4 separate regions of the Mus musculus genome follow, and regions 2, 3 and 4 are each linked to region 1. A link is a contact called in public Hi-C, HiChIP or PLAC-seq and Micro-C data. All regions are on one chromosome and are shown on one strand. Each heading gives the region's core, a stretch centred on a gene start, on an enhancer-like site or on the middle of the called end of the contact. The rest is flanking DNA. Distances are from core to core; before and after follow the strand shown.

The links. A called contact is a pair of places that touch in the nucleus more often than the background predicts. HiChIP or PLAC-seq counts read pairs in DNA pulled down with a chosen protein or histone mark.
Region 2: an H3K27ac HiChIP or PLAC-seq map of embryonic fibroblasts shows a contact between it and region 1, with 4 times the contacts expected there. The contact joins two enhancer-like sites. A contact is called at or near these places in 2 of 115 datasets of contacts at active chromatin or transcription factors (embryonic fibroblasts and fibro-adipogenic progenitors).
Region 3: a Micro-C map of muscle stem cells shows a contact between it and region 1, with 4 times the contacts expected there. The contact joins two enhancer-like sites. A contact is called at or near these places in 2 of 484 Hi-C or Micro-C datasets (adipose-derived mesenchymal stem cells and muscle stem cells) and 3 of 115 datasets of contacts at active chromatin or transcription factors (embryonic fibroblasts, fibro-adipogenic progenitors and pancreatic cancer cells).
Region 4: a contact with region 1 is called in a Hi-C map of embryonic fibroblasts, with 5 times the contacts expected there. The contact joins two enhancer-like sites. A contact is called at or near these places in 2 of 484 Hi-C or Micro-C datasets (embryonic fibroblasts and granulosa cells), 2 of 115 datasets of contacts at active chromatin or transcription factors (embryonic fibroblasts and fibro-adipogenic progenitors) and 1 of 9 other capture datasets (embryonic stem cells).

The regions. Positions count from the first base shown.
Region 1 is chr10:56,483,959-56,490,028 of GRCm38.p6, forward strand. No RefSeq gene overlaps it. Among named protein-coding and RNA genes, the nearest start is that of Gm36595, 55 kb to the left of the region's middle. Within about 2 kb of position 2,848, at least 136 of the 459 cell types and tissues checked have an H3K27ac peak or open chromatin away from gene starts, as enhancers often do. A contact at or near this core is called in adipose-derived mesenchymal stem cells, embryonic fibroblasts, muscle stem cells and 1 more, where this site is marked.
Region 2 is chr10:56,955,191-56,960,901 of GRCm38.p6, forward strand. No RefSeq gene overlaps it. Among named protein-coding and RNA genes, the nearest start is that of Gm36769, 23 kb to the left of the region's middle. Within about 2 kb of position 1,716, at least 14 of the 459 cell types and tissues checked have an H3K27ac peak or open chromatin away from gene starts, as enhancers often do. A contact at or near this core is called in embryonic fibroblasts, where this site is marked.
Region 3 is chr10:56,780,873-56,787,025 of GRCm38.p6, forward strand. No RefSeq gene overlaps it. Among named protein-coding and RNA genes, the nearest start is that of Gm36769, 150 kb to the right of the region's middle. Within about 2 kb of position 1,544, at least 38 of the 459 cell types and tissues checked have an H3K27ac peak or open chromatin away from gene starts, as enhancers often do. A contact at or near this core is called in adipose-derived mesenchymal stem cells, embryonic fibroblasts, muscle stem cells and 1 more, where this site is marked.
Region 4 is chr10:56,911,918-56,917,682 of GRCm38.p6, forward strand. No RefSeq gene overlaps it. Among named protein-coding and RNA genes, the nearest start is that of Gm36769, 21 kb to the right of the region's middle. Within about 2 kb of position 2,799, at least 15 of the 459 cell types and tissues checked have an H3K27ac peak or open chromatin away from gene starts, as enhancers often do. A contact at or near this core is called in embryonic fibroblasts, where this site is marked.

The DNA.
Region 1 (6,070 bases), core at 1,598-4,097:
GGAGCTGGCAAATTGCTAGGGTATTCTCTAGTTTGTTTGAAATCTTCTGGGACAAATAGACTAGGGAGAGAAGGTAAAATGAAGGAGTTTAGGGGAACATTTTTATCTTGGGTGTTCATTTGAAACTTTCGGACCCAAAGGCCTGACAATTAGCTGAGCCCAAAGAGCAGAGGAGAGAGAGAGAGAGTTCCCACCCTCTGCAATAGGACGAATTGGCAAATGGGGAAGGGTGGTTGGTTGACAGTACTTATCTGGAGTCCTTTGTCCTGTGAGAAGTGGATTCAAGCTGATTCCCTGAAGCTTACAAGAAGCGTTTTTAAGTTTACAAAAAGAGACAAGAGGTTTAGATACGTTAGTATTACACCGTCTGCAATGTGTACTGAAATCCACAGTGCAGAAAAAGCAGGAGCCTAGAGCCTTTGAGTACTTAGAAATCGAAGACTTAATACTTTGCTTTCTCTTTCATGCACCCAAGTCACAATGTGACTCTGGATGCAGCCCCCTCCCCTGTTCCTCCTCTTCCTCCTCCTTCAGCCCCTCCTCTATTTGTCTGCTAGCTTGCCTGATACCTCACCAAATCATGCGCTGGTCTCGTGTCACTATCAGTTGCTAGACACGCCGGAGTCTTGGTATCTAGAATCCACTGGAAGAAATCATCAGAAGCGTCAGTGTTCGTGACTGTGGACTGAGCACAAGTAGAAACAATATCAACAGATATCTTGCAGCTACTTAAATAAGCCTCGAGAGGAGAGAACTGATGATTATGGCCAGAAATCAAAATATACAACTTCCCGCGAGGAACATATATATAGAGAGAAGAAAAATAAAAGTGTAGGGGGTAAATATTGATTTTGTTTCTATACTGAAGAACAAAACTGTGTGATGCTTGTCACTTTTATGGTAATTCCTAGTAATCTGTAGCCTATAAACTTCTTCTCTGTCTGGGTGGAAATTTTGAATAGGTATGTTGATCGGTTTTAATTTGCTGGCAAAGACCGAAACTGTATTGAAGTGGATGAATTCCAAGCGTTAATTAAATTCAAGTTAGGCAGGGGTATATGAATTGTACAGAGAAGGCCTGGGATTTTTCTCGTAGGTGTTAAAAATGACAATTACCCAGACAGGGTGCGAAACTATCATACAAGACAGATGAACATTGATGTGGGTTTGGGGGAGTGATATAACCATCATGGCATGTATGTCTGGTGAGTGTTGTCCAAACACACATGGCAATCTCTGCCAACACTCCAGATGTTGGGATCTGTTTCTATGGGGAAGCACTTGCCATGCTGTGGAACCATTGTCCTGGTCACGCCAAGCCATCTGCCTTGCCCAAACTTAGCTTACAGTTGAATTTTCAGCTGCGTCGTTGACACCTCTCAAGTTTTCCCTTTCTGATACAGGCTCAGAGGTATATCCTGTATGGTACCTGTCAGTTCTTGGAAATCTAATGACTCATTTCCTAAAACGAGTTGATGTTGTTTTTCTGAAACATCTTTAAAGAACAAAACATATAATGACAAGTTAACCTCAGGTGATGTTTATATTTTAGAAGGTTTTAAGATACATACTGGTTGCTGAGTTAGGTATAAAGGGGTGTGTGTGTGTGTGTGTGTGTGTGTGTATGTGTGTGTGTGTATGTGTGTGTGTGTGTGTGTGTGTGTGTGTGTGTGTGTGTGTATGTGTGTGTGTGTAGGGGGGTTACCTGCTGTCCAAACAACACTTCTTCAGCTAAGAGCTGTATATTCAAATTACTACAAGAACATATTGACAATTGGCAAGATGATATAATTTAAGTCAAGAATCCTTGAGAACAGTGAGACTTTCATTAATTTGTCAGACATTTGAAGGCCAGGACCTTGTCTTGTTTGCCCCTGATTTCTTTCTATTTCTTTTTGTTTTTTGAAACAGAGTCTCATCATGTAACCCTGGCTGGCCTTGGACTTGATAAGTGGAGCAAGGTGGCCTCTAAGTAGCAGAAATCAGCCTGCTTGCTGGGATTAAAGTTGTGCTACGCAGTGTCTGCCCACGCTACAGCACCCTTTGTGACAGGGTGTAGACCGGCCGAAACTAATGAGATATCCTGATGCCCCTGCCTCCATTTTCCCACACCCCCTACCCAACCCAACCAGCCAAGAAGCCTGGCCCACCTTTGTTGAAGCCTTTAAAAGGGCTCTCTGTACGTATTTCGGAAAGCTGGAGTGCTGGCAATCAGACTTTCCTCATTCTGGAGTATGAGAGTCACAGAATTTGTGGAAAACATAGACATACAAAAGAAAAGATTTATTGTGGGGATTTGAGTTTATAAAATAACTAGTTTACCTGGAATCAGGAGGTGAAGTCAGGAAGGTTGCAAATTTGACATTAACCTGGAATATACACTGACTGTTTCAAAACAACAAAAACAACCACTGGCCTGGCTGGTAATCCAGCTCAGCCCTAGAGTCGTTGCCCAAAAGATCAAGGACCTAGGTTCCATTCCTAGCACCCACTAACCAACCCCAAAAGAGCAACACAGTGGGAACTGGATTTTCTGCCTGGTGCTGGAGTCTGAATTTTTTAAGGGAGGCAGTGAGGAGGGCTGGGTGAGTATGAAGTGGGAGGTTCAAGGAAAACCCAGAGTCTTTGAAGCTTGACTGGAAACCACAATGAAGGAACAGAACTTCTGTCTGTCTGCCTCCAGGCCTCTAACGCTTAGGCTGGGGACACTGCGCAAGAGAAACTAGTGTCTTGTATGTCTAGGAGGTAAGGAAAAAAAACAAACCGCACTTGGCTCAGAAGTCAGAGAAAGTGAATCATGAGCTCCACTACTCACAGCACCAAGAGGTCCCAGCTGCAGCCCCACCCGACTCTGACTCTGCCGGCAACCGACTGTGAGTCAGCAGATAGGCAGTGCTAGAGGGGCTGCCTCATTCCTGCACCAACTTCCTGAGGAATGTTTGCACCTTCTTTTCTGTGTTCTAAACCTTTTGAAAACTATTTTCATGGCTCACATTAGCTCTGAATGACACAGAAGTGGGGAGGTCAACAACCGAAGCTCTTACTTAGGCAAACTGATATAACACAAATAATAATAATAACAATAGCTATTATTATTACCATTATTATTCCTGTCTAACCTTCTGTCAGGCTAGCATCCTTTCACATCTTTTAATGATGCTTAACTTCCAAATAAAGACAAACAGGAAATACTACCTCAGGCTAACATAACAAAAGCAACCCTCACACACATGAAAACATCCAGAAACTGACAGTGATCCTGTCCTAGGAGAAATAGATGGAGCCCTGGAAGATAGAGGAGGTATTCAACAGACATTTGCATTCCCTCTTTTAACTGTTATTAACAGCAATGCAGGAGTTAGAGCTTCAAGCCGATCTCTAGAGAATATATACAGAGCACTTTGGCCCTATACCTAGCAGAGGAACTCTTGGGTGTGGTAGGTAGCCTATGCCTGTAACCCTAGCACCTGAAATCCAGAGGAGGCTTTGAGTTAGAGGCTAGCCTGGACTTAACGGTGCGTTCACAAATAGACTAAGCCACAGTATGAGACTCTCTTAAAATACAATCAAACAAACAAAGGAAAGCAATGGGCTGAGGGAAGAAGAAATTCGCCAGGTTTGGAACAGGGACGGTTCTTTTCAAACAACTGACTTTTATTTTGTGTGTGTTTGACTGCATATATGCATGTGTACCTCATATTTGCCACACTTGCTCATGGAAGCTAGGCGAGGATATCAGATCTTCTGAAAGTGGAGTTAAAGACAGCATTGAGCTGCTGTGTGGATACTGGAAATTCAACCCAGGTCCTCTGCAAGAGCAGTAAGAACTCCTAACCACTGAGCCATCTCTCCATACATATGGATCTTGTATACTCCATTCCATAAAATCCCAAGACTTCTTTCCCTTTCAAAATGGGGATATTTGGGGTGGCGGGGTGGGGGGGACTAAAGATATTGCTCCATTGGTAGAAGGCTTGTCTAGTACACATAAGGCCTACGGTTTGATCAGCAGCACCACACAAACTAGGCACAGTGGGACATGTTTGTAATCCTGGCACTCAACAGGCAGAGGCAGAATCTGCAGTTCAAGACATTCTTGACTGTGTAATGAGTTTGAGGTTACCCTGGGAAACATGAGACCCTGTCTCAAAAATAAGGTACATTTTTGCTCAGGCCTAGAATTTAATTTGAGGTTCATGGCTCCAGAGGGTTAGTGTCCATGGACCTCATGGTTGAGACCATGATGGCAGGAAGGCAGGCATTGTGCCAGAGCAATGTCTGAGAGCTCATACCTCTACCCACAAGTGCAAGGCAAAAAGAGAAAGAGGGGGCTGAAGGTAGGAATGGCATGAGTTTTCTGAATCCCCCAAATCTGCCCTTAAATAACACACTTCCAGCAAGGGCTCATCTTCTAACCCTTTCTAAACAGTTCCACTAACTGGGTACCATGAATTCAAATATGGAGATGGGCCACTTTTATTCTAACCGCTACACATTGGTTTTATCCTTCCTCCTTTACATAGATCCTAATTATTGAATTCATGTACCCAGTCTTACTCAGCAAGTACTTTTACCATCTAAGCTATCTCACCATTTTGTTTACAACAAAATGTGATTAGCTGTTCACTTTGAGGCAGAGGAGAATCAAACATTTTTTTTTTTTAAATGAAAGTGTTATTCAAGTAACAGGTATTTTGTATGTAGGCTGCTGACTTTACTTTCAATACTTGGTTTTTTTTTTTTTTTTGGTTTTTCGAGACAGGGTTTCTATGTATAGCCCTGGCTGTCCTGGAACTCACTTTGTAGACCAGGCTGGCCTTGAACTCAGAAATCGGCCTGCCACTGCCTCCCAAGTGCTGGGATTAAAGGCGTGTACCGCCACCACCTGGCTTACTTTCAATAGTTGTAAAGAAATGAAAACTATATTCTGTGTGGGCTAGAAGAACATTTAAAAGACAGTAAGTAGATTTGGTGGCATATAATTTTATCAACTGTCTATGTCATTTCTGACTTATCTTTGTGATAAATACCTATCATAGGATCCTGTGTGCATATGAACAATGCTGGAAACTAGAAAGCAAGACAGAAACACATTTATACCTCTTCTGTTTAGCATGTCAACTCAGACCTGTAATCACAGCACTGAGGAGGTGGAGTTTGGAGGATGCCTGAGTTGCTGGATGCCGTGGGCTACAGAGAGACCCAACCCCCATGCCCCAAATAAAACAAAACAAAAATCTGTGCATGTCAGCCTACATCTGTAATCTCAGTATTTGGGCGGTAGAAGCAAGAGGATCAGGAGTTCAGAGTCACTGTGAATAGACAGTGCCAGCTAGCCTGAGCTACATGAGACCTTATCTCAAAAGAAACAAACAACAAAACAAAATCAATGCCAAACGAAACCCTAACATACTGTTTTCAATATGCAGTAACTATTCAACATCTTCAAATATGTTTTTTTTTAAATCTTCCCTCTTTCCTTATGACTTCTAACTACATATATATTGGTGTTCAAGGGTGTGGATTTGGTAGTTAACAAGGATATGAACATGAGGATGAATTTGACACAGTATTCATGCTTGCTGACCCTGAACCAGATGCAAGTGTAGACACTGGTCATGCACAGTGTCTGCTGACCTGACCTGCCTTATCACACACATTATGAATTGTTTCATAAACACTGCAGCTTGCTTTGCTCCTATCTCCATATTTGTATAGACACTGGCACAGATTTGTAGAACTTAAGGAAAACAGCATAAGCAGTGTGCTCACCGGGCCTTGGAAGCTATTTATTCTTACTTCAAGGCTATCTCAGAATGCTTGCAGTTTCCTTCAAGGCCCTGGTTTGAAAAGAAAGCCTTCTGTAAGTTTTTACTTGCTAAAGATGGGGTCAGCTTTTGCATTTAGTTAATTTTATTTTTGGTACCTTTTTTAAAATTTAATAACTTCATATAGAAAGAATGAAATGTCCATGAAAGATCAGTATCAAAGGAATGATTTAATATATCGATGAGCTAAGACTACTGGGGAGAAATTACAGATGGGAGTGTGGCTTTTCAGTGAACCCAAA
Region 2 (5,711 bases), core at 466-2,965, 470 kb after region 1:
AATTTTATTGCTTTCTTTGTTTAAGATTCAATTCTTTTTAAGACACATAAAGGATTCAGGATATAGGTGGCAATTTTAGCTATAAAACATAATCACAGACAGCATTTTCTGTATACAAGAAGTTGTATTTTAGTAGAATCTTAAATATCCTATTAAATATTCTCTCAAATATCAAAAGGATGCTTTTCAAACATAATGAGTTATGAAATTTACTCTTTTCTGGCAGACCAGGTCTAGATGCAAATACATCTTTGTAACTTTCAGCAAGCTTCATAAATAAAATAGGACAGCAATCAATAGAACTAAAAATATAGATACTTCATTGTTTGAAAATACATTTGCTATGTATGACTATCTTAATATTTCATTTGTTAAAAATTCTACACAACACTGTTAAATTAATGTCTCTAAAACTTGTTGAGTACTTTTAGTTTCTGGACACTAAAAAATTCAAATCAAGGATTGGAGAGGTGGTTTAGTGGCTCCGATCATGAGCTGCTCTTCCAAAGGACCTAGGTTTCATTCTCATAACCTGCATGGCTGCTTACAACTACTTGTAACTCCAGTTCCAGGGGACATGGTATTCTCTTAGACTCCTAGGAGTCTAGGCAGGCATATACATACATGCAAGTCATCATTAATACACATAAAAATAATAAAATTTAAAAATTAATATCAGAAACTTTAAATTAGTAAGATATACTCTCTCTCTCTCTCTCTCTCTCTCTCTCTCTCTCTCTCTCTCTCTCTCTTCTTTTTCTCTCTCTACCCACCCCTCCCCCAGATTCTCACTCTGTGGACCCACTTAAGCGGTATCTCACTCACTATGTAGATCTGAGTGGCCTCCAACTCACAGGTGCCCCCCTAGGTGTATTTCACCCTGTCCTATGCAGTTCACTTTCTTTTATGATAATGTGTGACTCTCTATATGACTATATGTGCATTTAAACCTATCTACATATCAAAATATCATTTCATTAAATAAAAATTTGTTAATTATTTGATCTATACAGTTTAAATTAAACACTTTATTTGGGGCTTACAGGCTCAGAAAATAAATGTAAGGATTGCCATCTATACCATTGCCAGAACTCAAGGTGAATTACTGAATATCAGGAGCATTGTTCTGCATAACTCTTAGTAATTTTTTTACTTTTCCCAGTATTGTGGTATACTACTTGGCTGATGTGGTTTTCCTCATTGGCCAAGCCAAGTCAAAATGGAGTGAAGAAAGGATATTTGGGGCCAAATAATACACTGTGGTTAAAATCACTTGCCTCATGTAAATATAGTCTTACTGAGAAAGAATTTGTCATGGGCATTGCCAGCAGTAAGCTATGTCATCTTATAAACCTAGTGTCAGTGTTTCACCTTTAAAAAAATAAGTAGAATATTAAAGGTTTGATCAATAATGTAAAAAATAAGATGGCACATCATTCAAACTAGATTGAAAAATCTTTGGTACTTGACAATACATAATTTTTTTCAGGTTCAATCTAACATTTTCTTTGAAATTATTATGGGAGAAGTTATTGTAGAGAAGAAATAAAGGCATCCTAAATCAATAAATGACATCATAACTGCTTGTGTATTGTGAGTCATTAACTCCTCTGGAAAAATAATTTCCATTAATGTTAGATTATGTGTTGTAATACATCTCAGCCTAGGTCACATGTCTGCAGGCTTATGGTAAGTTTTAACAATGCTGTCATCATGGGTCTCCACTTCTGGAGGCATATAAGGAGGTTTTCTTCACTCCTTGGTTTAGCAATGTATTGTACAAACCTTGTGTAAGCTTGCCAAAACCAGCTGGTCAAGGAGCGCTGCGTGACTCTACAGAGTTCTGGGAATCCTCCCACACTTAATAACTGGGTAAACAAGCATAGTCAAGCTTCATATAAGAACTAAACTTGGAGTTCCTGGAAAATAATTCACACTAATTCTTTAGATGCTTCTTTTATTCCTGGAATTCTGTTTTTGTTTTTGTTTTTTTTAAATCACCATCACCTGTGTGCAAAGATGGTCATAGCACTTTTACCTTCATAGAATTAAGAGCAATGCCTTCTCTTTTCCATGATCTACCATGTACTAGGCCCTAGCAAAGCTAACACAATGAAATTAATATTTATTATGACAAAACTCCAGAGACAAATTCTACTTTGAAGTATTTTGCTATAAGTTTCAGAAGACCTCATGGTAAGTTTCCTCATGCATAAAACAGTACTTAAAAAGTAGAGGTTAAATAATTATTGTTTGTCATTATCTCTGTTCAAATGAGATTGGTTTGTTAATGCTGATGTACACTAATAAGAATAACTACCAGGCACACGATGAATATCAAGAAAGCTGCTATGTAAGCATCCTGTGGAAAGCTCCATGCTCACACATGTAGGATACTTTCTGAGGTTTGTAAAGTAGGAAGTGATTCAGGTGCTGTATTTGTGTTGTGAAAACAATAACTGGAACGAATGTTTGAAACAGGCACAGTTACAGAATCTACATTACAGAGTTTGCATATAAGTATCAAGTTTTACTTATCTGGTAGTATATACTAGAGTGATATTTGCGTAGGCAGTGTGTACAGACAAACCAGTTAGGATTTAGGAAGCCCAGAGGAGGCCTTAATACCTAATGTCACTTGATCCATAACTTCAGATTTTTGGTGTGATTTCTTTATATTCCACAGGGGAAAATTGTAATTTCTTTTTTCTTTCTTTTTTCTTTTTTCTTAGGTATTTTCCTCATTTACATTTCCAATGCTATCCCAAAAGTCCCCCATACCCTCCCCACCACTCCCCTACCCACCCACTCACACTTTTTGGCCCTGGCGTTCCCCTGTACTGGGGCATATAAAGTTTGCAAGTCCAAATGGGCCTCTCTTTCCAGTGATGGCCGACTAGGCCATCTTTTGATACATATGCATCTAGAGACAAGAGCTCCGGGGTACTGGTTAGTTCATATTGTTGTTCCACCTATAGGGTTGCAGATCCCTTTAGCTCCTTGGGTACTTTCTCTAGCTCCTCCATTGGGAGCCCTGTGATCCATCCATTAGCTGACTGTGATCATCCACTTCTGTGTTTGCTAGGCCCTGGCATAGTCTCACAAGAGACAGCTATATCTGGGTCCTTTCAGCAAAATCTTCCTAGTGTATGCAATGGTGTCAGCGTTTGGAGGCTGATTATGGGATGGATTCCCGGATATGGCAGTCTTTAGATGGTCCATCCTTTCGTCTCAGCTCTAAACTTTGTCTCTGTAACTCCTTCCATGGGTGTTGGAAATCATGTAAGAATATAAAAGCTATTTGTGGTCTATAACGGACCATGGAATGGGAGGCACAGTTACTCAGAATTTGTACACACACACACACACACACACACACACACACACACACACACACACAGAGAGAGAGAGAGAGAGAGAGAGAGAGAGAGAGAGAGAGAGAAACAAGTGCCATCAACAGTATGCTGCTATGAGGATATCTAAATTAGTGCTTTATGTTAAAGTCAATAACCTTGTGAATACTGCCCAGATCATGGAATGGAACATTGCCTGGTGTCTCAGAATTAACTCTGCTTAACTCCAGTGTCACAAATTGCAGCAGCTGCCAAAGACAGCTACTATGATTACATATCAATTACTCAATTGCTTTGTTTCATAGCTTCATCATCCAAGTGTGTAGTACTAGACACAACCATTGCGTTTACTGGTTAAAAAAGCCAGTTCTCCATTGGTCTCCCTGTACTAGAGCACTGTTTCATAAACCTACCTCTACCAATCTACCAGTGCCTCCTTAATTTCTTTCCAATTCTTCCATTTTTAACAATAAAAATACTGGGAATTTCAAAGAGCCCACATTTGCTAACCCAGTCTCAGGAATCATTGCAATTTGCCCACTGTGTTTCTTGCTAGCTAATATATAGCTGGAATCCACATATTTGAACAGAATGTTTATGAATGTTGTGGCTAGATTAAATTTCAGAGACTGGGGAGATGGCTTAATCTGAAAGGTGCTTGCCTTGCAAGCATGAAAACATGGGAAAAAAAAAAGCTTAGCATAGCAACTCCTGGTTCTGGAGAAGCAGAGATAGGAGAACCTCTGGGCCTCATTGTCCACCCAGCTTGGCTTACTTGGTGAGTTTCTGGCCAATGGTATACTATCTCTAAATAAATAAAACAGGATGACAGATAGCTGTGGAATAGGCAGAGATCACTTTCTAATCTATGCATATGTGCACCTGCACACATATAGCAAAAACACACACACACACACATACACAGTCATGCATGTGTGCACGATCATAACTCGTGGGATCTTTTCTCATCCAGGTCTGAGAGTCCTTCCTATATGTTGTCAGTCACTGATGTTCAATTCCTGAATTGTTTTGGTAGAAGAAATTATAAAACAGTAACATTAAAATTTCCCCTGTAGAAATGCAAATCAAAACAACCCTGAGATTCCACCTCACACCAGTCAGAATGGCTAAGATAAAAAATTCAGGTGACAGCAGATGCTGGCGAGGATGTGGAGAAAGAGGAACACTCCTCCATTGTTGGTGGGATTGCAAGCTTGTACAATCACTCTGGAAATCAGTCTGGAGGTTCCTCAGAAAATTGGACATAGTACTACCAGAGGGTCCCGCAATACCTCTCCTGGGCATATATCCAGAAGATGTTCCAACCAGTAAGAAGGACACATGCTCCACTATGTTCATAGCAGCCTTATTTATAATAGCCAGAAGCTGGAAAGAACCCAGATGCCCCTCAACAGAGGAATGGATACAGAAAATGTGGTACATCTACACAATGGAGTACTACTCAGCTATTAAAAAGAATGAATTTATGAAATTCCTAGGCAAATGGATGGACCTGGAGGGCATCATCCTGAGTGAGGTAACCCAATCACAAAGGAACTCACACAATATGTACTCACTGATAAGTGGATATTATCCCAGAAACTTAGGACACCCAAGATATAAGATACATTTTGCTAAACGCATGAAATTCAAGAAGAACGAAGACCAAAGTGTGGACACTTTGCCCCTTCTTAGAAATGGGAACAAAACACCCATGGAAGGAGTTACAGAGACAAAGTTTGGAGCTGTGACGAAAGGATGGACCATCTAGAGACTGCCATATCGGGGGATCCATCCCGTAATCAGCTTCCAAATGCTGACACCATTGCATACACTAGCAAGATTTTGCTGAAAGGACCCAGATAGAGCTGTCTCTTGTGAGACTATGCCGGGGCCTAGCAAACACAGAAGTGGATGATCACAGTCAGCTATTGGATGGATCACAGGGACACCAATGGAGGAGCTAGAGAAAGCACCCAAGGAACTAAAGAGATCTGCAACCCTATAGGTGGAACAACAATATGAACTAACCAGTACCCCGGAGCTCTTGTCTCTAGCTGCATATGAATCAGAAGATGGCCTAGTCGGCCATCACTGGAAAGAGAGGCCCATTGGACTTGCAAACTTTATATGCCCCAGTACAGGGGAATGCCAGGGCCAAAAAGTGGGAGTGGGTGGGTAGGGGAGTGGGGGGGTAGGGTATGGGGGACTTTTGGGATAGCATTGGAAATGTAAATGAGGAAAATACGTAATAAAAAATATTAGAAAAAAAAAAAGAAGTGCCACAAGGTTTAAGCTTTAAATAGGATGGTTATGGGTCCTGAGGAAGACTTTTGAGCAAAACTTGAAAAGGGTGAG
Region 3 (6,153 bases), core at 294-2,793, 300 kb after region 1:
ACCCCAAAACTGCATGGTACTGGTACAGGACAGACAGGTAGACCAATGGAATATAATTGAAGACCCAGAAATGAACCCACACACCTATGTTCACTTGATCTTTGACAAGGGAGCTAAAACCATCCAGTGGGAAAAAGACAGCATTTTTCAACAAATGGTGCTGGCACAACTGGCCGTTATCATGTAGAAGAATACAAATTGATCCATTCTCATCTCCTTGTACAAAGCTCAAGTCTAAATGGATAAACGAACTCCACATAAAACCAGAAACACTGAAACTTATAGAGGAGAAAGTGGGGAAAAGCCTCGAAGATATGGGCACAGGGGAAAAATTCCTGAACAGAACAGCAATGGCTTGTGCTGTAGGATTGAGAATCAACAAATAAAATTGCAAAGCTTCTGTAAGGCAAAAGACACTGTCAATAAGATGAAAAGGCCACCAACAGATTGGGAAAAGATCTTTACCAATCTTAAATATGATAGGGGACTAATTTCCAATTTATACAAAGAACTCAAGAAGTTGGACTCCAGAAAACCAAATAACTCCATTAGAAAGTGGGGCTCACAGTCAGCTAATGGATGGATCATAGGGCTCCCAATGGAGGAGCTAGAGAAAGTAGCCAAGGAGCTAAAGGGATCTGCAACCCTATAGGTGGAACAACATTATGAACTAACCAGTACCCCGGAGCTCTTGACTCTAGCTGCATATATATCAAAAGATGGCCTAGTCGGCCATCACTGGAAAGAGAGGCCCATTGGACTTGCAAACTTTATATGCCCCAGTACAGGGGAACACCAGGGCCAAAAAGGGGGAGTGGGTGGGCAGGGGAGTGGGGGTGGGTGGATATGGGGGACTTTTGGTATAGCATTGGAAATGTAAATGAGCTAAATACCTAATAAAAAATGGAAAAAAAATAAAAAAATAAAACAATTTCAACTGGTTTAACACTGGTTGAATAAACCATTAAAAAAAAGAAAAGAAAAAAAAGAAAGTGGGGTACAGAGCTAAACAAAGAATTCTCACCTGAGGAATACCGAATGGCTGAGAAGCACCTGAAAAAATGTTCAACATCCTTAATCATACGGGAAATGCAAATCAAAACAACCTTGAGATTCCATCTTACACTAGTCAGAATGGCTAAGATCAAAAATTCAGGTGAAAGCATATGCTGGTGAGGATGTGGAGAAAGAGGAACACTCCTCCATTGCTGGTGGAATTGCAAACTGGTACAACCACTCTGGAAATCAGTCTGGCGGTTCTTCAGAAAATTGGACATAGTACTACCGGAGGATCCCGCAATACCTCTCCTGGGCATATATCCAGAAGATGTCCCAACCGGTAAGAAGGACACATGCTCCACTATGTTCATAGCAGCCTTATTTATAATAGCCAGAAGCTGGAAACAACCCAGATGCCCCTCACCAGAGGAATGGATACAGAAAAGGTGGTACATTACACAATGGAGTCCTACTCAGGAGAGTACTGTTTAAGGTCACTCTGTGAATCAACTCCTTTGCTGGGAATGAAAACCCAGGGTGGTGAGTCACTTCATTCTAGGTGGTGAGCTCAGGCCGCAGCCCGCAACAGGCATGCCCTGTCAGCATGAGGTCAGAGGCTCATTTACACAAATCATAACTGTCTTCAATTGCAGCAGACAGAATGTTATGGAGATTGACATTTGCCCTCCTTAAAGGGGGACTGTAAGCAAATGATCAAAGAATGCTGAAATGGAAGGGAGGGTTTTTTAACATCTTCATTTACATTGCTTAGACTGTATTAAAAGCCAGCAGCCCTCTAAAATACCATATACATCATCTATTCTGACCACTAACAACCCTAAGACCCTCTCTATCTTCCTATTCTGCAGTAAATGCTCTGACTCTTCAATTGTGAGAAAAGACGCTCAAGTGCTGAAGTGGTTGGCTTCTGCCTGCTTCGCCCTCCCCTCCCCCCCCCCCCCCCCCCGTTTGTAGGAGTTGCTTTTCTATTGCTATGGTTAAATACCATGGTGAAAGGCAAACAAAGAAGGGTACATTTGGGCTGATTCAGCTGAAGCATCCTTAGTAGCAAGAGTGGCTTGGCAGAGAGTGGCTGGAGCAGGAAGCTGAGAGATCATACCTTTACCTGCAAGCACCAAGCAGAGAGAGTGAATCTGAAGAGGGGGTGAGGCTTTGAACTCTCAAAGTGTGTCTTTAGCGACTTACCTTGTCCTGAAAGGCTTGCATCACCTCTCCAAACAGAGCCACTTACTGTGCACCAAATACTGGAGCTTATGGGGCCATTTCTCATTCAAATCACCTCATTATACCAAGGGCAAGGTCACTCGCTTGACTGGTTAGCTGTTTAAATACATAAGTAGTGAGTGTGTCAAGCACCATTCAAAGTGGTCCCATAATCTACCAGCATTCTCATTCCTCATTTCCTGGGCCCCTGAGTAGATTAAACCACCCTTGTCCAGGAGATAAGCATGAAAGAAGAAACCTCATTTTGAAGACAGATAAATTGTTGAGAATACACATCGAAAGTGAGCTGTTGTTATAGGTACTAAAATTCGTGGCTTGTTACTGGTCAGAGTGTCATGCTCATAAAGATGCGGAAATGTACATGCCTTTGAGAGTCAGACTCTTTGGCTAGCCATAGTAGAACTAAACTGAGCTGAAAATTGTGATTGGTCATACTCAGAATGCCCCAGTATAAGTTAAATATAAGTGTGTTTTTTATGTATGTTATATGTATGTATGTACATATTTTGAGATGAGGTAGTCCAGGTTAGCCTTGAACTTGTGATGACTCTTAACCTCCACCTCTCAAGTGCTAGAATTGTAGGTTTGCAATCGCATGCCTTGCTGACTGGAGTGTATTCTCAATCCTCCTTGTAGACATGCAGAATCTAGGTGAGGCATGACCACATATAGGCAACTTGAAGTCCAATATAAAAATCACAGGGAACTTCAAATGGAAACTTGATACAGAATTGCATTTCGTTTATGCTTAACAGTATGTGTATCTGTTTTTCATGACACATTCAATTTGGTATTTCAAACTGATTTAGAAGAAGGTATCAGGTTTCCCTCTGAAATATGGTTGTGAGATTTAAACAAAAGGGATTTCTCTGACCAAATGCAGTAAGTTATACTGGAAAAAAAAGAGAATGCTCCACTTAGTGCTTCATGCAAATACAATTTCTGTGACTAAGGAGCACTGTATAAAGGTTTGCTATGTGGAAAGCCACATACACGAACAGAAGAGAGGTCAGGCGCTCTGACTCACACGCAGCTCCTGGTTCTTAATCATTCCCTTACTCCCAGTCCTCTGATTCCTGCTTGCAAGGGAAGAATACACAGCCTAAAATGAGAAATGAGTTCATCAAACTGCACAGAACTCTTTGACAAGCAGCATCATTCAGTGGAAACAGATTTACAGTTAGAAAAACCAACAAAACCCTAAGCACACATATTTTTCTTCCGTCCTTTTAGCTATCTGTTGAGCAGAAGAAGACTAGCCATGGTAACCCTACCTTGAGTTACGATAATTGTTGATGACAGGGATAGTGGTGACAGTAATGGTGGTGGTGATGGTGGTGGCTACTTTGTTGAATCAATTTCTTTAATTTTGTTGAATCAATTAACTGGGTTAAATGATACACAGATCACTTGACACACCGTATCTCTGAATGTATCTGTGTAGAGGAGGCTTTCAGAAGAGATGAATAGTTCAGTAAGTTGACTAACCAGAGATCCTCAATAGTCGGACATTAAGATGCTAGCATCTTGATCTTGAATTTTAGCCTCCAGAATGCTTAAAAACATATTTCTGATGTTTACACCACCAGTCTGTGGTATTTTATTATGGCAGCATCAGCAAACTAATGCAAAGGGGCTCTCTTTCAGTGGAAGGCCAGATTTCCCAAAGAGTTTCTGTGACTAACTCGGTCATGCTACTTCTTACAGCCGGGAGCACAGATTTCTAGGTATTAACATATGAATTTCACATAAGAACCAAGCAGTGCTTTCTTCTTATCCAAATGATTATTACTGTTAAAGTGAACTTTTGCATGACTTTTTTTTTTTTTTTTTTGAGATGCAATGGTTTTAAGAATTCAGTTATTCCCAGGGCAGTAGTGGCACATGTCTTTAATCCCAACACTTGGGAGAAAGAAGCTGGCAGATATATGAGTTCAAGGTCAGTCTGATCTACAGAGTGAGTTTCAGGACAGCAAAGACTACACAGAGAGTAACCCTGCCTCAACAAATCACCACCACGATGATGATGATGATGGGGAGGAGGAGGAAACAATAATAATAATTAAAAGAGAGAAAAATAATTTAGTCATTGAATCATCAGCTCTGCTACTGATGTTTTAGAAAACTAGATTGTCCGATATTTGAAGAGAAACTTTAAAGCCCTACACATCACATCTTTCACAAAGGATGATATGAAGTTTGCAACACCAAGGGACCTATTTTCTTGAAATGTAAATAAAGAAAATATCTAATAAAAATTTGAAAAAAGAATGATATGAACCCAGAAAGCAGGTTACTTTAAAGCAGTCACTATCAATGCAACAAGCATGGTAGTAGAGGAAGAATATGATAATTTACACTGTGGAAGTTAACTGTTTGACAATGTGGAAAGGTGGTCAGAGGAGCAATCTTTACAGGGTTGAAAAGTAATGAATAAATAGCCCACAGCTGTACAAGGGATCAATTCTTATTGCTTTGCTTAATAATTCAGAGAAGAATGAAGTCACCTTCCCATTCCACACCATCTACTCTTACTGCTTCTTTCTCTGTTTGATTCTACATGCTCTGTTTCTTTTCCCTGTTAGGAAAGATCAAAATGGCCCCTTTAGCATGGTGTGTGCAGGATGTTCCTATCTCCCAGCAGATGGGGAGACAGCTGAATGAAGATTCTTTATATCAACAGTCCCCACTCTGTACCACCTATAACAAAGGTACCCAATGAAAGTTTTAGAAAAGAAATTTTCAAATATGTGTGGAAGTATATATATCAAATATAAGACATCTTTTCTGTTCCTTTAAACTCAGTATGACTTACAGAAAGCATTTTAATTATGGCGAGCTATAGGGAGCAAAACAGGAGCTACTATTGCCCCCTTCGCCATTCCTGTCTCTAAATGACTGCAGCCATGCATGATATGTAGCTTTCCTGTGACTTTTCTGGCCATTTATCCACAAATACATGTTTATCTTATTTTCATATATAACTGCCATTTCACTTACTCCAACTGAAGTCACAATATTTCTCCCTTAGCATTATGGATGTAGTTCCATATCATGTTTATTGGCAATAGCTGCTAGTATCACATAATTTCTATTTACGGGATGTATGTAACCACTTATCGACCCATTTATGACTGTTCACTTTGTCTTGTATGTCTTCTTGGTTCATTTTGGTAGAAAAGCTAATCATTGTATTACCTCACTCTTTCTGTACATGTGATGAAATTTTGAAAAACAAATGTTATCAGATATGGAGTTGGTCCTATGAAGAAGGCTCATACAGACAGCACGAGGGGGTGGCAGCAAGTTTCATCCCCAGAGGTTACACCACTTGGGCAGCAAGAGATAGCATGGAACTATAGTCCATGAGTTCAAGTAATATTCAATATCACTAATGTTATCCTTAGACAAAATATTATACTGAAATCACTTGCTTTTTTTATAATGAATCAAAATGAGTCTAATTTCAAGTGTCTATTTGCCTTTAGTATTTCTTCAGAATATTTAAAAATATTTGCTCATTTTCAGAACTTGAGTTGTTTACTAATTTATTTACTTGGAAGAATTTCTTATATGACTTCTTTTTAAGGACATCATGCATTTTAATCAATCTGAGTCTTGAGTTTTAATAGTGTATGGTTTTATATCTTAGAGAGATATTTGTTAGAAGAAAGTTTAAGGATGGGAGCACATATGCTAAGTTATTCCTTATATTTGCTAGAATTTTTGAAAACTAGTTGAGAGGCTGCTTATCAGGTAAGGGCACTTGCAGAAGACCAGGGTTCACTTCCCAGTATCCACATGGCACTCACAGATGACTGTAGCTCAGGGGATCTGATGTCTTTTTCTAGCCTTTGAGGACACTGGACACACACAAGGTACATGTACATTCTTTCAGACAAAACAAAC
Region 4 (5,765 bases), core at 1,549-4,048, 430 kb after region 1:
AATGTAGCAGTGGTGACACTTGTACAATTGCATATTGGTCCAATATTCAACCATCTCTGCCTTGTAATGACCAGACAGAGTGACCTGCTCAAGGCCATAACAAAGCTTTCGTGCTCTCTACCAGATCTTTGAATATATATATATATATGTGTATATATATATGTATATATATATGTGTGTGTGTGTGTGTGTGTGTGTGTGTGTGTGTGTGTACTAATTTTCTGTCTTTCTGGAAGCTCCTCAGCCTAGTCATAAACAGTTATCCAATCCTATTATTTTTAAATTAGTATATTATAAACAACAATAATAACAACAAAATACAAAGCCATTTAATATCTGATCTTCCATCCCACTCTGGCATTGACAATAAACTGAGTACTTATGATATAAGCCTGCTGTCTTTCTCCGCAAAGATCACACAATCATCAAGTGACCTGACTATCCATGCTATCAAGTACTATGAAGTTGAGAATCCTTGTGGGAGATAGAGCTTCCCAAATCATGGTTTATCAAGAGATTTTAATGAAAGATGACTTATGAGTGTTTACACATATACAAAATTTGCTGGGAAATTATATCACTCCTAGGACCAAAAGAAACACTTCCAACACACCCACCCCCAAAATGGCCCTTTGAGCCAGAGAGACCCTGAAGAAAGCTAGAAAAAGAGAATAATTGGCAGAAGCTTTTGATTTGAATGGATGTGGCTATTACTAAATATATCTGTGGAGTATAGAATGAGAAAAGGAAAAAATATTATGACTTTCTTTTATGATATCCTTTAATCTTTTAGAGTGTGTCTATTTCCTGAGCTGACATAGATGCCCACATGCATTCATTGAGGGTTGCCTCTTGCAAATAGAATTGACCGGAAGAAGGGAAGATTGGGTCTGTAGAGGGGTATGAGAACTGAGAGCATTGCAAACACAGAATTAGAAGCAAATGTGAATATCTCACATATCATTTCCTCCTTGTATGACTGTTACCACAGTTGCTTATAAATAAGGAAATTAGTCAACTTCCTGTTACTTTAACCAAATATATTCAGTTCAAGCCCAAGAACTGTGTGGTCTCAATTGTTTGTTCTCAAAGATAGAGCATCATGCTGGGGTTCATTCTGGAGTAGATGGTCATGTCTCAAGCCTGGAAAGATGGGGATACAGATAGGAATCCCACCATCACCTTTGAGGACATGATGCCTATGACCAAAGGTTGTCCATGAGGCCATACCTCATCCACAGCAATGCTCAATATAGATAATGATGTCAAGACTTGAGCACATAGACCTTTTAGGAGCATCCACCACCCAAACTACAAAGGTGAATATCAAAGTGGTTAAGGAATTTGAGATCACATATCTGGTAATCACGCAAGCCAAGGATGAAGCTAGTATATATTTCTTTATATTTTTGCTTTAGTATACTATACCATGACTTGATATCTCAATCTAAAGACAGAAGCACAAAAAAATCAAAGGTGATGGAGTTGAGATGGGCACAAGGCACAATTAAAGCATGATTAATAAACCATGTCAAAGATATGTCTATGAGTTTACAATCCATTTCCTTTATTGGAATGTAAGGCTCATTAGGATAAGACTTCATTCGTTTTATTCAATGCTGTTATCCCTGTTATGTATCCCTGTTATGGCACTTTGTGTGTGTGTGTGTGTGTGTGTTGTCAGGCAGCATCATAGCTGCTATAGCTTACAATGTTGTCTCACAAGATGTTAAAAAGAAGAAAGAAGAAAGAAGAAAGAAGAAAGAAGAAAGAAGAAAGAAGACACACAAAGGGTAACACCAGAGAAGGAACACTCTTTATAAGTTGAAAGACTAAAATTCATTAAATATGACTAATTTTAAGGCTGCAGATATGGATGAGCAGTTAAAAGGACTTACCCCTCATTCAGAGAACTAGGGTTCAGACCCCAGAACCCACATCAGGCACATATAGTCATATATGTGAACTATAAATCTAGTTCCAAGGGATTCAACGCCCCTTTCTGACATCTGTGGATACCTCTCTGTCTTTCCTTCTCTGTCTCTGTGTCTCTGTCTCTCTCTGTGTCTCTGTCTCCCCCCCCACCCCCTCACACACACACACACATACAAATAACTTAAAAAAAGTGTCTCTTTTACCTTCAAGTCACAGGCCTCATCTCAAGGATGCAATCAAATCCATGTCAAAATTTTATCTATCAAGATTTCCCTTAATGTGAACAATGACTAAAAGAGATTCTGTAGGTACCAAAGGAAAAGCCCAGCTTTCCTAAGCGTGAGTTGGGAGATGAAGTGGTGGCACAGATTGTCTGAGTCAGCCTGCCTTCATCACCCTTTGCGGGAAAATCCTGCCTGCCACTTAGCCAGGCTGAAATGCTGGAGATCCATTCACACGCTGCAGCATACCTACCTTCACCATCCTGACATCATGCCATGGAAAAGACAATATGAGCTTGGAAAAAATAAACAATGAAAAGGAAAAGATAAAGCTCCTCTGTTGTAAAAAGAAGACTGGAAAATATGCAGTAAGTCGGAGCTTCACGTTGGGTATCTGGTCTTATCCTGCTAAGAGAGACTGAGTGGAAAAACTGATCCACTGTCTCTAAAACTCAGAAATAAGAAAGCCAGTCCTCGATGCTTTCTTGGATATATAACTAATAAGAAATAAATCCAGTTACATTCTTTAACTCCTGCCTTCCCCCAAGGGCGATGGCTTCAATTCAGCATGACCTGCTGTCAGCTCAGGAAATTTCCACCCTGAGAATTTCCTAGCAGAGTCAAAATAAGTCACAGTCATAAGCAGATAAAGATTGTTTTTCTGAGAGTGCTTGAAACTGCGTTTGAATTCTGTCTTTAAGAGCTGAGTTGAGTGCTTGGCTAATGCTTTTCCATGGTGTCATTTTAAAACTATTTTGGCATGCTTCATGAATAGCCCATACATTGACTATTCAAAAATTAATAAAATATCATTATATTTCTTGGAACAGATTATCTTTGAGAAAGCAAACAACTAATCCCGGCACACAGACACTATCCAGCTTATTAGGGGTGACCAACATAGGTCTGTGGTAGACATGGGCCTGGCAGTAGATTGGTAATGAAAGAAGAATTTGGAATAGTTTTGTCTCACAGGCAAATAATGGTGTGGGTGCCACAGAAAGGGAAGCAGTCCGACTCCCTTTCCCAGCTGAGTGACAGCATATTTTCAAAATATATTCTCTCTATGTAATTCTGGGTCCAAGGCTAAGAATGCCTTAGAATCCATCTAATCTATTTTCAGTTTACCCTCCAAGTTATTATTATTGTTTAAGGAAAATTTATGTTGTGCCCAGTGAAAAGGTACAAGCAGCAGGTTTCGGACAGGAAGTGATAAGGAGATAAGGATTCATAATTAATTAAGAGGCAGGGTTGAGAAAGTAATTTGGAGCTGTCAACTATTTGTGGAAGGACGGTGGCAAGAAGGAAGAGGGTGGACGAGAAAGGAGCACACAGACTGTATTTTTTAAGGTTTCTATTGTTGTACTTAAACACCATGACAGAGGCAACTGTAAAAGAAAGCATTTAATTGGGCTTACCGTTTTTGAAGGTTAATTTCATGATGGCTGAGCCAACGTATAAAGGCAGAAATAGCTGATAGCTCACAACCTGATAGCTCACAACCTGATCTGAAAGAAGGAGGCAGAGAGGGAACATATCAGAGCCTTTTGGAACCTGAAAGCCTGCTCCCAGTGACACAGCTCCTTCAACAGGACCATACCTCCTAATCATTTCCAAACAGTTCCACTGATAGGGCTTCAAGTATTCAAACACATGAGCTTATGGGGCCATTCTCACTCAAATCCAAATTACAATGAGAACAAAGCAAGTCATGTGGATTCAAGGAGAACTATATTTATTTTGGACATATCCACGATTTGGAAAACATTTAATATTGTACAGATACAATTCAAAGTATAAAAAGGACATATATATATATATATATATATATATATATATATATATATATATATATATATATATTCATTGTGCTCAAAGACAGGAAATTTCAAATAGATCCCTTTAGCAATAATGGCCCAAGTAGTTCCATCAGATCCATTTCATTTTCGTGGCTTTATCTATTGTCCGCTATTGGGCTGGAACTGAGTTGACCAAAGTTAGGCACTTGGCTTCATTCTCCTTTTATCAAGTTCTCCCAGATCATACTGTTTACCCCTTGGCTTTGTGTTTGATTAGATGAAATCTGGGATTGCATTATAGCTGGGACTCAGCTCACCCCTGAAAAACACCAGCACCCCAGCATGCACTGCAGTTAGCATGCACTGGAGACTTCATCAAGGTTTGTGGTACGAAAAGCATGAAGAGGCTGTTGCTTAGAAGTCACAGGCAAGAATGTAAGAAACCTGAGAAAGGATGCCTCTGCTTGTTTTATTTTTTTGTGTATTTTGGTGCTGAGGTGTCAAAGCAAAGCTCTCACATAAGCTCCAACAGACTTAAATTGTTTACCCGCTTGCTTAGTTTTGCTTAAATTATGAATGATCTAAGAAGTAAGGGAAAAAAGACTAGGGATCAGGTAAGTGGTCTCCCATTGATTAAAATCCCTTACCCCTCTGCTTAGCTTAGCTTATGAATGATCTGAGAAACAACACAAAAGATTGTGATGGCTGGAAAGCTAGAAAAACAAAAACAAAAACAAAAAACAAAAAAAAAAGGAGCTCTAATAAAATTGATGTGGACAGCCTGTCCGGTCAAGTGGAATTCTGGGTTCTTATTACTAGAGCAGGATGATCCCACACAGGCACATTTCTTAAAGGATCCCACTTCCCTCTACCCCAGCTGCCCTTAGAGAAGGAAAGCGGTGGCTAAAGAGCAAGGCTAGTTTAGCTTCTTCCAGATTCATTGACACCACTGAGTCTGTTGCCTCTTGGGGGAAGAATCTTACAGGATGCAGTGAAGGTAAGAGTCAGTTCCATGAGGTCCTCTCACAGTGAAAGGGATGCAGAGGAGCCCCATCCCAGCTCTAGCTGGGAAATCAGTCAGGACTGATGGTGAGTTTACATAAGGCCCAGTGTTTACTTTCAGTTCTGGTAGGAAGCATCTTCTGAGATACTGGCAGTTTGTTCTCTGTAGTAACTTTTAATGTTCGCAGATGTTTCGGTTCACTCTTTGCGCCCACCAGCCAGTGGTAACCCATCCCAGGTAACCAGGGGGTGACTATATTTTCCCTACCCAGCCTTCAGTCTCAGAGGCAAATCCTGAATCTTGTATTGCCACTTAGTGGTGATGTCAGCAAAAGAAAACGACTGATGGGATCCCTCATGAATCATGGGGAAAATGTAAGTGCCATCTTGAAATATTTTAAAGCTCTCTAGGCATTTGTAAAATATTTATCCTTTTCATAATTCTACAGCACAGATATCCTAGCACCATGAAACACACCCCAGGCACATCTTCAGATGTAAATATAATTTTTATTTCCTTGCCAAGGAAAACAGAAGCTCACAAAAAAAAATCTAACTTATTTTAAGGTTAAATGACTTTGAAAATATCAAAAAGCATGTGCTTCTCACTGTAGTTGTAATGAGTCTGGCAAGCCAAATACTGGTTCCTCAATTGTCAAATGACTTTAAAACTGTGGAGAATGCTGTCACAAATTCTATTCAAGGAGCAAACAGTTTTACAGTCCTTCACTTTTTATAACTGGGATTTTTCTGGTTCTATTTATTTTAAAGCAGCTAAAACTTTGCAAAATATAAATGATTAAAAGTT